Linked DNA regions of Mus musculus: region 1 is linked to region 2. The links are chromatin contacts, called in public promoter capture Hi-C maps. All regions are on one chromosome and are shown on one strand. Each heading gives the region's core, a stretch centred on a gene start, on an enhancer-like site or on the middle of the called end of the contact. The rest is flanking DNA. Distances are from core to core; before and after follow the strand shown.

Region 1 (5,117 bases), core at 639-3,138, 460 kb before region 2:
CCAGCTTCATACTGCAGTGATTTCTCTAGGATTCAGGATCACAAATGGGTCATAGACCTCTGCTGCTTGGGCTGCCCCTGAACTATGCTGAGAAGACGACCGACCCAGGTTGTCTTGGTTCTGTTTACCTGTTACATGGGTCCCTTACCTAAGGGAGCCCCTCCCCCAAGTCCCCTACCAGGGTCTCAGGGCTTGGCCTTTTCTTCTCTGTATACCGTTATCTTTCCCCACATGGATTTTGCTGGCCACGACATTAGGGCATTGGCAGGTCTGCTAAGGTACCATGACTTGTCAACTAAGCTTTGTCAGAATGTGTCACACCACTCCCCACCCCCATGTGACCCTAATGTAGAGAAACAAAATATCCAAGGGGCTGGGGACGTAGTCTAATTAGAAACGTGCTTGCTGTGCAGATCCAATGGCCCCAATTTGATCATCAGAACCCACATGGAAAGTAGAATCCCAGTCCATCACAACCCCAGCACTTCTAGAGCAAGCTAGAAGACTACAACAGGACACGACTCGGAAGGCAGAGGCAGGCAGCTCTCTGAGTCCCAGGACAGCCAGAGCTACAGAGAAACCCTGCCTAAAAAAATAATGGCCACTACTATCTTTAAATGCCTGGGGTACACAGTGCGGCAGCAGAGAGAGTCCCTGCTTCAAAAAGGTGGAAGGCTAGCCGGGCATGGTGGTGCACGCCTTTGATCCCAGCACTTGGGGGGCAGAGGCAGGCGGATTTCTGAGTTCGAGGCCAGCCTGGTCTACAAAGTGAGTTCCAGGACAGCCAGGGCGATACAGAGAAACCCTGTCTCGAAAAAACAAAAACAAACAAACAAAAAAAGGTAGAAGGTGAGGACCCACTTCCAAAAGCTGACCTCTGACCACATGCAGGGGACAGCCTGTACAACACACGTACTATTTTCCAAGCTGGGTGTGGTAGCATGCACTGTAACCTCAGGCAGGGGAAGTGGAGTCAGACATATGATAGGCCTGAGGCCTTCCAGGCCTGCAAATCGAACCTACTAGACAAGTTCTAGTGAGCCTGTCTCAAAAACAAGAGGGATCGCTCTTGAGGAATACGAGAGGTTGTCTTCCAGCCTCCAATAAGCATGTGCATTTGTGGCCTATGATCTCCAGCCCCACCCAAACCTCTCAGGATACACGGGCTCACCAGGACGTCTGCCACAGGATCCCAGCTCCTGTGACCACAGCCACCATCAGGTTCAAGTTGGCATTTGGCTGGTGGTCAGGGGCACTTTGAGGAAGGTGTCTCTGAGAGACTAAGTCCTCTTTCACACATCCTTCAGTGGACATTTGCATGCGTGGGAATCTGGAGAGGGTGGGGGTGCGGTTGGTTACCAGAGACCAATCTAGTTTGGTTTTCCTATCCTGGGGTATCCATCAACCCAAACTCAGATAGCTCAGAAGCAAAGACACAAAGATCATCTCTGGGTAGGAAAGGAAAGAACACTGAGGACCTATACAACTAGAGGCTCAGTTCGGAGGCTCCTCCCTGGAGAACTGCCGCTATCAGGATGGCCCGCTAGGCCAGGCCACTCTTCTAATTACTAGTGCCATCACTGCTAACCACAGCCGCTTCTTCTGCACCCTGGCTTTCTGGCTTTCGAGATTGCCCCGGGCTGCCTCTGGCGGTACTCCTCCACCCCCACATCCAGTCAGCTGATTGGTAGAGATGCCCCCCCTCACTCCCCGCCCCTGTGAAAGTTTGGTCCCAGCGGTGCAGGGCTCCTACTCTAGCCTATGAATCCTAAACTCAAATTCCTGCACTCGGGCGTGGGAGGGTTAACTTGAAGGGGTGGAGATTCCAACAAGGAGGCTGACCCAGCTAGGTCAGCCTCCCTTAGACCTAGGAGTCCTGGTGTCACTGGCCACTGGGACACACGCACTCCTGTGTACAGGCTCCTTGTTCACTCCAAGTCAGGAGAGGGCGTGGAGAGATGCAGGGCAGCTAGGCCGGCTGCAGTTTCCCAGGGCTACTTGTTCCAAGCGGGTGGTAGCTCAGGGGGCCAGACCCATTCAAATCAGTCCTTCTGGGGACAGTTTACTGTCTTTGGCTGGAAATGAAGCCTGCAGGTACGGGCCCCACAGTCTCCTCCGGGGGCGAGTGCACCGACGTGTCCCTCGGCTCACCGTTTCCTTGGCCCTGCCTGCCCGACGTGCGGCTCTGTGGCCATCTGAGGAAGCAGAAGTCCCAGCGCCGCCGCTTTTTCGTGCTGCGCGCTGACCCACCACGCCTGGAGTGCTACGAGAGCGAGAAGAAGTTCTTGGCCAGCGGCTGCCGCCCACCTAGACCCCGGCGTACCGTTAGCCTGGAGGGTGCCTGCACTATTAGCAAGCGCGCGGATGCCCGTCAGCGCCACCTGATCGTCATCTATACCAGCGACAGCAGCCTGGGCGTGGCGGCGGCCAGCGAAGCAGAGCAGCAAGCATGGTACAGCGCCCTGCTCGAGGTGCGCGCCACCGCCGCAGCCGCTGCTGCTACTGCTATGGGTGAGCCTTGGGTGAGCGACGGGGAGGTCAGGGGGTTGCCGACTTAGTTTATCTTGAACCCATTTCCCTCAGATCAACTGAGGTTTAAATCTTTTTTATTTTCGAGACAGGGTTTCTCTGTGTAGCCCTGGCTGTCCTGGAACTCACTCTGTAGACCAGGCTGGCCTCGAACTCAGAAATTCGCCTCCCAAGTGCTGGAATTAAAGGTGTGCGCCACCACGCCCGGCCTGAGGTTCAAATCTTAAGCTAAAAAAAAAAAAAAAAAAAAGACGTATAAAACGTCTTGGTCACCTGGGACCCGGTGACCCCAACCCCTGCCTCCCGGTGACTTGCCAATTCTCTCCAGGTTTCAGTCCCCAAGAGGCCCCTGAGTCTTGGATCTTCGCCCCATTCCAGGACGTCTGGCCTGTGACACTGCGGTCCAAGGGGCTGGGGAGAGCACAAGGCCTGAGCAGCGGCAGCTATCGCCTGTGCCTGGGTTCTGGGGCCCTGAGCCTCCTGCGAAAGCCTGGAAGCAAAGGTTCCAGAGACAGCCGGGCAACGCCACCACCAGTCCTGCGCTTGTCCTTGCTCAGTGTGCGCCGCTGTGGCCACGCAGACTCTTTTTTCTTCCTGGAACTCGGGCGCTCAGCGCCCATTGGTCCTGGTGAGCTCTGGCTGCAGGCTCCTGATGCAGTGGTGGCCCAAAGCATTCATGAGACAGTCCTGGCTGCCATGAAGCGGCTGGGGAGCAATGCAGCTGGCAAAGCTGAGCCACCGCCACAGGGAAATCCTCCAAAGAGTGTTCCTGCAGCTCCTACCCCGACACCATATGAAATCCCTGCATCGGCAGCACAAGCAAGAAGCCCCAGTGAGCGAGCAAAGCAGGACTACTTCAAGCCCCTGGAAAGGATGGGGTCAACACACTCCTACAAGGGACTAGATCTGGGCGGGAACTACATCACCATGGGAGTCAGGAATGACTATGTCCACATGGGGGGAGGAGAAGCAGGTGACTATATGTGGATGGCGCCCCCAGGCCTTCCTCCCACCCCTGCCAGGGCAGATCCTAATAAGCAGCTCGAGGATTGTGAGAGCACAGAGTATGTGCCCATGAATAGATTTTTACCTGGGCCTTTTTACTACGAGCTCAAGGCCAGGGAGTCTGAACTTGGGCATCCGGGTGCCCATTGTAGCCTTAGAGACAGATGGAGACCCACAGTGGCTCAGCCCCGCTCTTCCCAAGGGTCAGAGCTCTCTGGGGACTACATGTCCATCCCCGACTATGTAGGAACGGACAGTGCTAGGCTGGGGTCTCTGGACAGCTGCCTCAACTATGTGGACCTGGACCTGGTCCCTCCCCTGGAGGTTCCTGGAGCAGCCCCAGGGAAGAGTCCACATAGCTATGCCAGCATCAAGTTCTAGAACTTTTGGGAGGTAGTCAGGTGAGGAGACCCAGGCATTGGTCAGGGAAGAGAGGAAAAGAAGAGACCTTAGTACTGTTCAGCTCAGCTCCTGCACACAGGACCCAGGAACCCTGAGGCCACCATGAGCTGCTCTGCTGCCCCCTTGCCTGCTCTGTTCCTTCCAGCTGTACCACCTAGGAAGCCCTCAGGAAGCCATGCTCGAGGAACCAGACTCTTCAGAGAAAACACTAGAACTTCTCTCTGCCCTGCCAGCCCTCCCCCCACTCGCAATCCAAGCAACAAACAAATAAAACCCTTCTCAGATGAATGCCCACAGAATCAGTCTCAGGCTAGCTGTGGCCCAAGCCTGGATGAAGACTCTCATCCTGGTTTGGGACAGCTCTGTCCCCTCACATGTTGGCAGCTAGATGTCATTGTGTCTCCTCAGCCAAAACATTATCCTAACCCTGTTTTTTTTCAAGCCAGAGCGGAATTCCTAAGGCTCAGAAACAATGGGAGGAGCATCAGGGATCATGACGGTGCTCCTCAAGCAGCCAGTGCTCCCCAAGCAGCCAGTCCTCACCTGACCTTTCTCTGGGCCCAGCAGACACAAACGAGTTCCTCACTTCCCAGAGTGCAGCCCAACCCACCCATTAAAGGTGCCCTTCTCCCTGACTGTCTTGCTCAATGGATCTCCCCACCCCATGCAGTGTGTGACCAATGAGTAAGGAGGCCTGGAGGAAGAGAAAATGGTATAATGGGACCCAGCCTGATCCGCAGCCCATGTCCCACTGCAGACAGCCTGGTTTGCAAACTCTGATTTATTGTCAACAAAACAGCTTGGGGGAGAAGAAAGCACCCGTGGAGGAGTGGGGGGCAGGGTACACTATGGACTGTGGTTATTGGGGTACTATGTGGTTCATGTGTCAGTCCCAGAACAGCTCTGGTCACCACTGGGACCTGGGTCTTCAGAGACAGAGACAGGGTCTGGGCAGCTGGTGGAAGGCAGAGAGCTTGCCACGCAGTTGGGTGTCTGCTCTCCCTGGCTCATCTGCAGCAGACCAGCAAGGGCGATCATCTCTGCCTCGCTGAGCCAGGTGGAGGAGCAGGCCTGGGATGAGGACGGATGCACAGAGGGCGACATGATGGGCGGTGGGAGCAGCAGCTTCCTGGAGTCCATTGCCTGAGAAGACAAAAAAAGGGAAGCTTGTCCTCCCGGCT
Region 2 (5,053 bases), core at 1,354-3,853:
CCCTGTCCCGCCTTCTCTCCACGTGGCCATGGCTGGCCTCTCCTTCTCTCTTTCTACCTTCTCTCCTTTCTCCCTGCCTTCCTACAGTAGAAGCTCTAAAACTATCTAAACAGAAAAAAATGGCATGCAACCAGGTACACTAAGACTAGGCACGGACCTCACATCAGGCTGAATGAGGCAACCCCGGAGAAGGAGAAGGGTCCCAAGAGCCAGCAAAGGAGTCAGAGATGCCCTCATTCCCACTGTCAGGGGTCCCACAAGAACACCAAGCTATGAAGCCATAGCGTACAAGCAGAGGACCCATAAGGTCCCAGTTGTCACTTGAGTCTCTGTAAGCCCCTGTGAGCCCTGCTTAGTTGGCTCTGCCGAGATCCTCTCTTAATCGATAAGAGCTCACCAGCTCACGATCTCTATCTCTAGCTGCGTCCTGTATACACCACTGAGGGAGGCCTGACTTTATCCTGGCAACTGACCACCATTAGGGTGAATGATGCCAACCTTAGCTCAGGGAGAAAGGACAGAGCAAAATCAAACATTTACTAACTTTTTTTTAAAAAGTGGAGACTGGGGGGTGTGGTCTCAGTGGTGAAAGCTTTGCTTAGCAGGAAACCAAACCAAACAAAAGACAAAACATAAGTCAACCAACCAACAACAAAAACAAAAACAAAAACAAAAAACCAAAACCAAACAAAACAAAGAAAACCAAATTGGACCTGGTGGCACAGGCCTGTCACCTCAGCGACTTAGGAGGCTGAAGTATATGAGCATAAAGTCCGAGGCCTGACTGCAGGACCGAGTGAGTTTAAGGCCAGTCTCCACAACTTAGGGAAACCTCATCTCAAAATAAAAGTAACAGGAGGGCTGGCGTCTACCTCACTGACAACCGGCTGACCTCTGTTCTCCCAGCACTAGGATTAAAGATCTGTGTCTCCATGCCAGCCAGATCTACATCTTTGTCACCTGTTAGACCCAGCAGCCGGCAGAACAGAGCTATTCTCTGTCATCACAAGGCCCTGATGGAAAAGTTATCACAGCAGCTGTGCCAAGACCAATCAGTGCGATTCAGGTAGAGGGTAAAATAATGCTTACGGTTTTAGAAATTATAAGTCATGAATTGTCAATTCATGAAAAAGACTGACAGATTACTGTTGGTTTTCTCGTTGGGTTTTTGTTTTATTTTATTTAGAGTACTGGGAATTGAATCTAGGGCTTCATTTATGATAGAAAAAAAGTGCTCTGCCACTGAGCCACGCCCCCAGTCCCTCACTGGGGGGTTCTAGGCTGGGGCTCTACCACTGAGCCACGCCCCTAGCCCCCTCACTGTGGGATTCTAGGCAGGAGCTCTACCACTGAGCCACACCCCCAGCCCCTCACTGGGGGATTCTAGTCAGGGGCTCTATCACTGAGCCACGCCCCCAGCCCCTCACTGGGGGATTCTAGGCAGGGACTCTACCACTGAGCCACACCTCCAGCCCCTCACTGGGGGATTCTAGGCAGGAGTTCTACCACTGAGCCACGCCCCCTGCCCCTCACTGAGGTATTCTAGGCAGGGGCTCTACCACTGAGTCATATATCCAGCTCATTCTTGTGTGGATGAATGGGAGTCGGATATTCTATTCCCATCCATATCAGATACTCTCTCTGTGAATACGCGTGGTGTGTGTGTGTGTGTGTGTGTGTGTGTGTGTGTGTGTGTGTGTGTAAGAGAGAAGGAGAGGGAGAAAAGGTCTGTAGGAGGCAGAGGTTAGCATAGAGATCTTCCTCAATCACTTCCCACTTTTAAAAAGTTTGTTGTTGTTGTTTTAACTTTTAAAATTTACTCTTGTCTCACATTAAGGTATATTCTGACTACAGTTTCCACTCCATCCTCCCCTCGCACTCCCATTTCCTCTCTTTTCATTTCCCTTCAGAAAACAGCAGGTCTCCCAGGGATATCAACCAAACATGGTGTATCACGTTGTAATAGGATTAGGTGCCTCCCCTTGTTTTAATGCTGGATGAGGCAACCCAGTAGGACGGAAAGCAGGCAGAAGAGTCAGATATACCCCCAACTCCTTCTGTTAGGAGTTCCACAAGAAGATTAAGCTACACATATTAAGACAGAGTCTCTTGCTAAGCACGGAGCTTCCTGCTTTGACTAGATTGTACAGTAAGGCCTTAGCATCCTTTTGTTCTGTCTCCCCAGGGCCAGGACTAAGGATGTGTTTTACCACACCTGGCTTTTCATGTAGATGCTCAGCACCCAAACTCAGGTCCTACTGCTTAAGCTGCAAACATTTTGCTGACTAAGAAATGTCCACAGCCTACTTGGTTGTTGTTGTTGTTGTTGTTGTTGTTGTTGTTGTTGTTGTTGTTGCTATGACAAATGACCTGACAGCAGCAACTTTAGGAAAGAACAGTTTCTTTTATTCCATCTGGGATCCCAGCCAGTGGGATGGTACCGCCCATACCCGGGGTTGGCTTTCCCTCCTGATCTATAATTCTCTGGAAACACCCTCAAAGATGGACCCGAAAGAGTCTAGGTGTGTCTAGATGATTCCAAATCCAGACAAGCTGACAGTGAAGATTGGCTGCTGCAGATGTGATATAAGAAATGGTGCTGCGGGGCGGAGCCGCGGCGGGCCTCTGGGCGGAGGTAACCGTGTTTCCGTTGAGGTCTCTGGGCTGCTCGGGCTCGGAGGGGTGGCCCCGGGGATCGCGGCGCGGCCTGGGGCCCGGTGGTGGCCCAGCGGCTTGCTGCCGAGCCCGGGGGCGAAGGAAGCGGCTCTTCCTCTCCAGCCCCTGCCCTCCGTGCTCGGGCGCACACCTCCTCCCTGACGCATTTTGCCGCACAAGCTGTAATATGGCCGCAGCGACGGCGGCCTGGCTCCCAGGAGCTAGGTTCGTGTTGGAGGCTTCGGAACCCAGAGAAGGAGCGCTGCGGCGTGGAGCAAAACAATTGGCTCGGGCATCCTTGGTGGATTTTTGGTTTTTATTGTTTCCCCCAACTTAAAGACTGAAGTGTTGGAACCATGGGGATAAAGGTCCAGCGTCCTCGATGGTTTTTTTTTTTTTTTGTTTTTGTTTTTGTTTTGTTTTTTTTTTTTTTACATTGCCATTAATAATCAACCTGCTAGAAGAGTTGTCTTTGAATTATTTTCCCAGTGTATATCCCAAAACATGTGAGAACTTTCGCTGCCTTTGTACAGGTGGAAAAGGGACAGGGAAATCAACTCAGAAGCCATTACATTATAAGAGCTGTCTCTTTCATAGAGTTGTCAAGGATTTCATGGTTCAGGGTGGTGACTTCAGTGAAGGGAATAGAAGAGGAGGAGAATCTATTTATGGAGGATTCTTTGAAGATGAGAGTTTTGCTGTTAAACTCAGCAAAGAGTTTCTCTTATCAATGGCCAACAGAGGAAAGGATACAAATAGTTCTCAGTTCTTTATAGCAACAAAACCAACTCCTCATTTAGATGGGCACCATGTTGTTTTTGGGCAAGTGATCTCTGGTCAGGAAGTTGTGAGAGAGATTGAAAACAAGAAAACAGATGCTGCTAGCAAACCATTTGCTGAAGTTCGGATACTCAGTTGTGGAGAGCTGATTCCGATGTCTAAGGTTAAGAAAGAAGAAAAGAAAAGGCATAAGTTTCCCCCCCCCCCCCAACCAGTGACTCAGATAGCTCACCCGATTCTCCGTCCTCCTCCGAGTCTTCTGATTCTGAAAGTGCTTCTGAAGAAAAATCCAGAAAGAGGAAAAAGAAACATAGGAAAAATTCTCGAAAGCATAAGAAGAAGAAGCGAAAGAAAAGCAAGAAAAGCCCATCTGAAAGTGAAGCAGAAAATGTTGATGCACAGCCCCAGTCTACTCTCTGTCCAGAAGAGATCCCTCCTATACCAGAAAATAGATTTTTAATGAGAAAAAGTCCTCCTAAAGCCGATGACAAGGAGAGGAAAAACAGAGAGAGAGAGAGAGAGAGAGAGAGAGAGAGAAATCCCACCTAACTCCCAGCCTGCTTCATACCAGCGACGATTCTTTTTTTTTTTTTTTTTTTTTTTTTTAAAGATCTTATGAGCCATTTTTTTTTTAAATTTTATTTATTTTATTATTATATGTAAGTACACTGTAGCTGTCTTCAGACACACCAGAAGAGGGAGTCAGATCTTGTTACGGATGGTTGTGAGCCACCATGTGGTTGCTGGGATTCGAACTCTGGACCTTCGGAAGAGCAGTCGGGTGCTCTTACCCACTGAGCCATCTCACCAGCCCACCAGCGACGATTCTTAGTTACTAGGTCTGGCAGGAAAATTAAAGGAAGAGGACCGAGGCGTTATCGAACTTCTTCCAGATCCAGATCGAGGGATCGATTCAAACGAAGTGAGACTCCTCCACATTGGAGACAAGAGATGCAGAGAGCTCAGAGAATGAGGGTGTCAAGTGGTGAAAGATGGATCAAAGGGGATAAGAGTGAGTTAAATGAAATATAAGAAAATCAAAGGAGCCCAGTTAGAGTAAAAGAGAAAAAAATAACAGATCACAGACACATGTCTGAAAAAGATGATAAATAGAACAAAAACAAAGTGAAGAAAAGAGGCAAATCCAAGAGTAGGAGCAAGAGCAAAGAGAGATCCAAGAGTAAGGAGCGAGACTCGAAGCACAGCAGACACGAAGACAAGAGGGTGAGGTCAAGAAGTAAAGAAAGGGATCACGAGACTACTAAAGAAACAGAAAAACCACTGGATCTTAAAGGGAAAGATCAGGAAAGGAGTAGAAGCAAAGAGAACTCCAAACAGGTAGAACAAAAAAGTAATGAACATGACCATAGCAAAAGTAAAGAAAAGGATAGACGTGCACAGTCCAGGAGTAGAGAACGGGATCTGACTAAAAGTAAACACAGTTACAACAGTAGAACAAGGGAGCGAAGCAGGAGTAGGGACAGGAGCAGAAGAGTGCAGTCCAGAAGCCATGACAGAGATCACAGCAGAAGCAAGGAGTACCATAGATACAGAGAACAGGAGGACGATCGAGAAGTAAAGATAGGAGGAGGAGAAGGAGGGATTCCCGGAGCTCAGA

What was found. Promoter capture Hi-C pulls out the DNA fragments that hold promoters and counts their contacts.
Region 1: a promoter capture Hi-C map of hematopoietic stem and progenitor cells shows a contact between it and region 2, with 2.1 times the contacts expected there. The contact joins the promoter of Irs3 here to the enhancer-like site in region 2. A contact is called at or near these places in 5 of 39 promoter capture datasets (the 3T3-L1 cell line, hematopoietic stem and progenitor cells, liver and 1 more).

What each region holds. Positions count from the first base shown.
Region 1 is chr5:137,642,485-137,647,601 of GRCm38.p6, reverse strand. It overlaps Irs3 (insulin receptor substrate 3), which reads left to right and starts at 1,888. Exons shown (of 2, transcript NM_010571.3): 1 at 1,888-2,511; 2 at 2,858-4,570. The coding sequence starts at 2,082. The coding sequence ends at 3,915. Sap25 (sin3 associated polypeptide) reads right to left here. Exons shown (of 5, transcript NM_001081962.2): 5 at 4,700-5,079. The coding sequence ends at 4,816. Gm20605 (predicted gene 20605) reads right to left here. Exons shown (of 22, transcript NR_033148.1): 22 at 4,706-5,079.
Region 2 is chr5:137,187,196-137,192,248 of GRCm38.p6, reverse strand. It overlaps the pseudogene Gm20768. Among named protein-coding and RNA genes, the nearest start is that of Gm40349, 3.3 kb to the right of the region's middle. Within about 2 kb of position 2,603, at least 85 of the 459 cell types and tissues checked have an H3K27ac peak or open chromatin away from gene starts, as enhancers often do. A contact at or near this core is called in hematopoietic stem and progenitor cells, where this site is marked.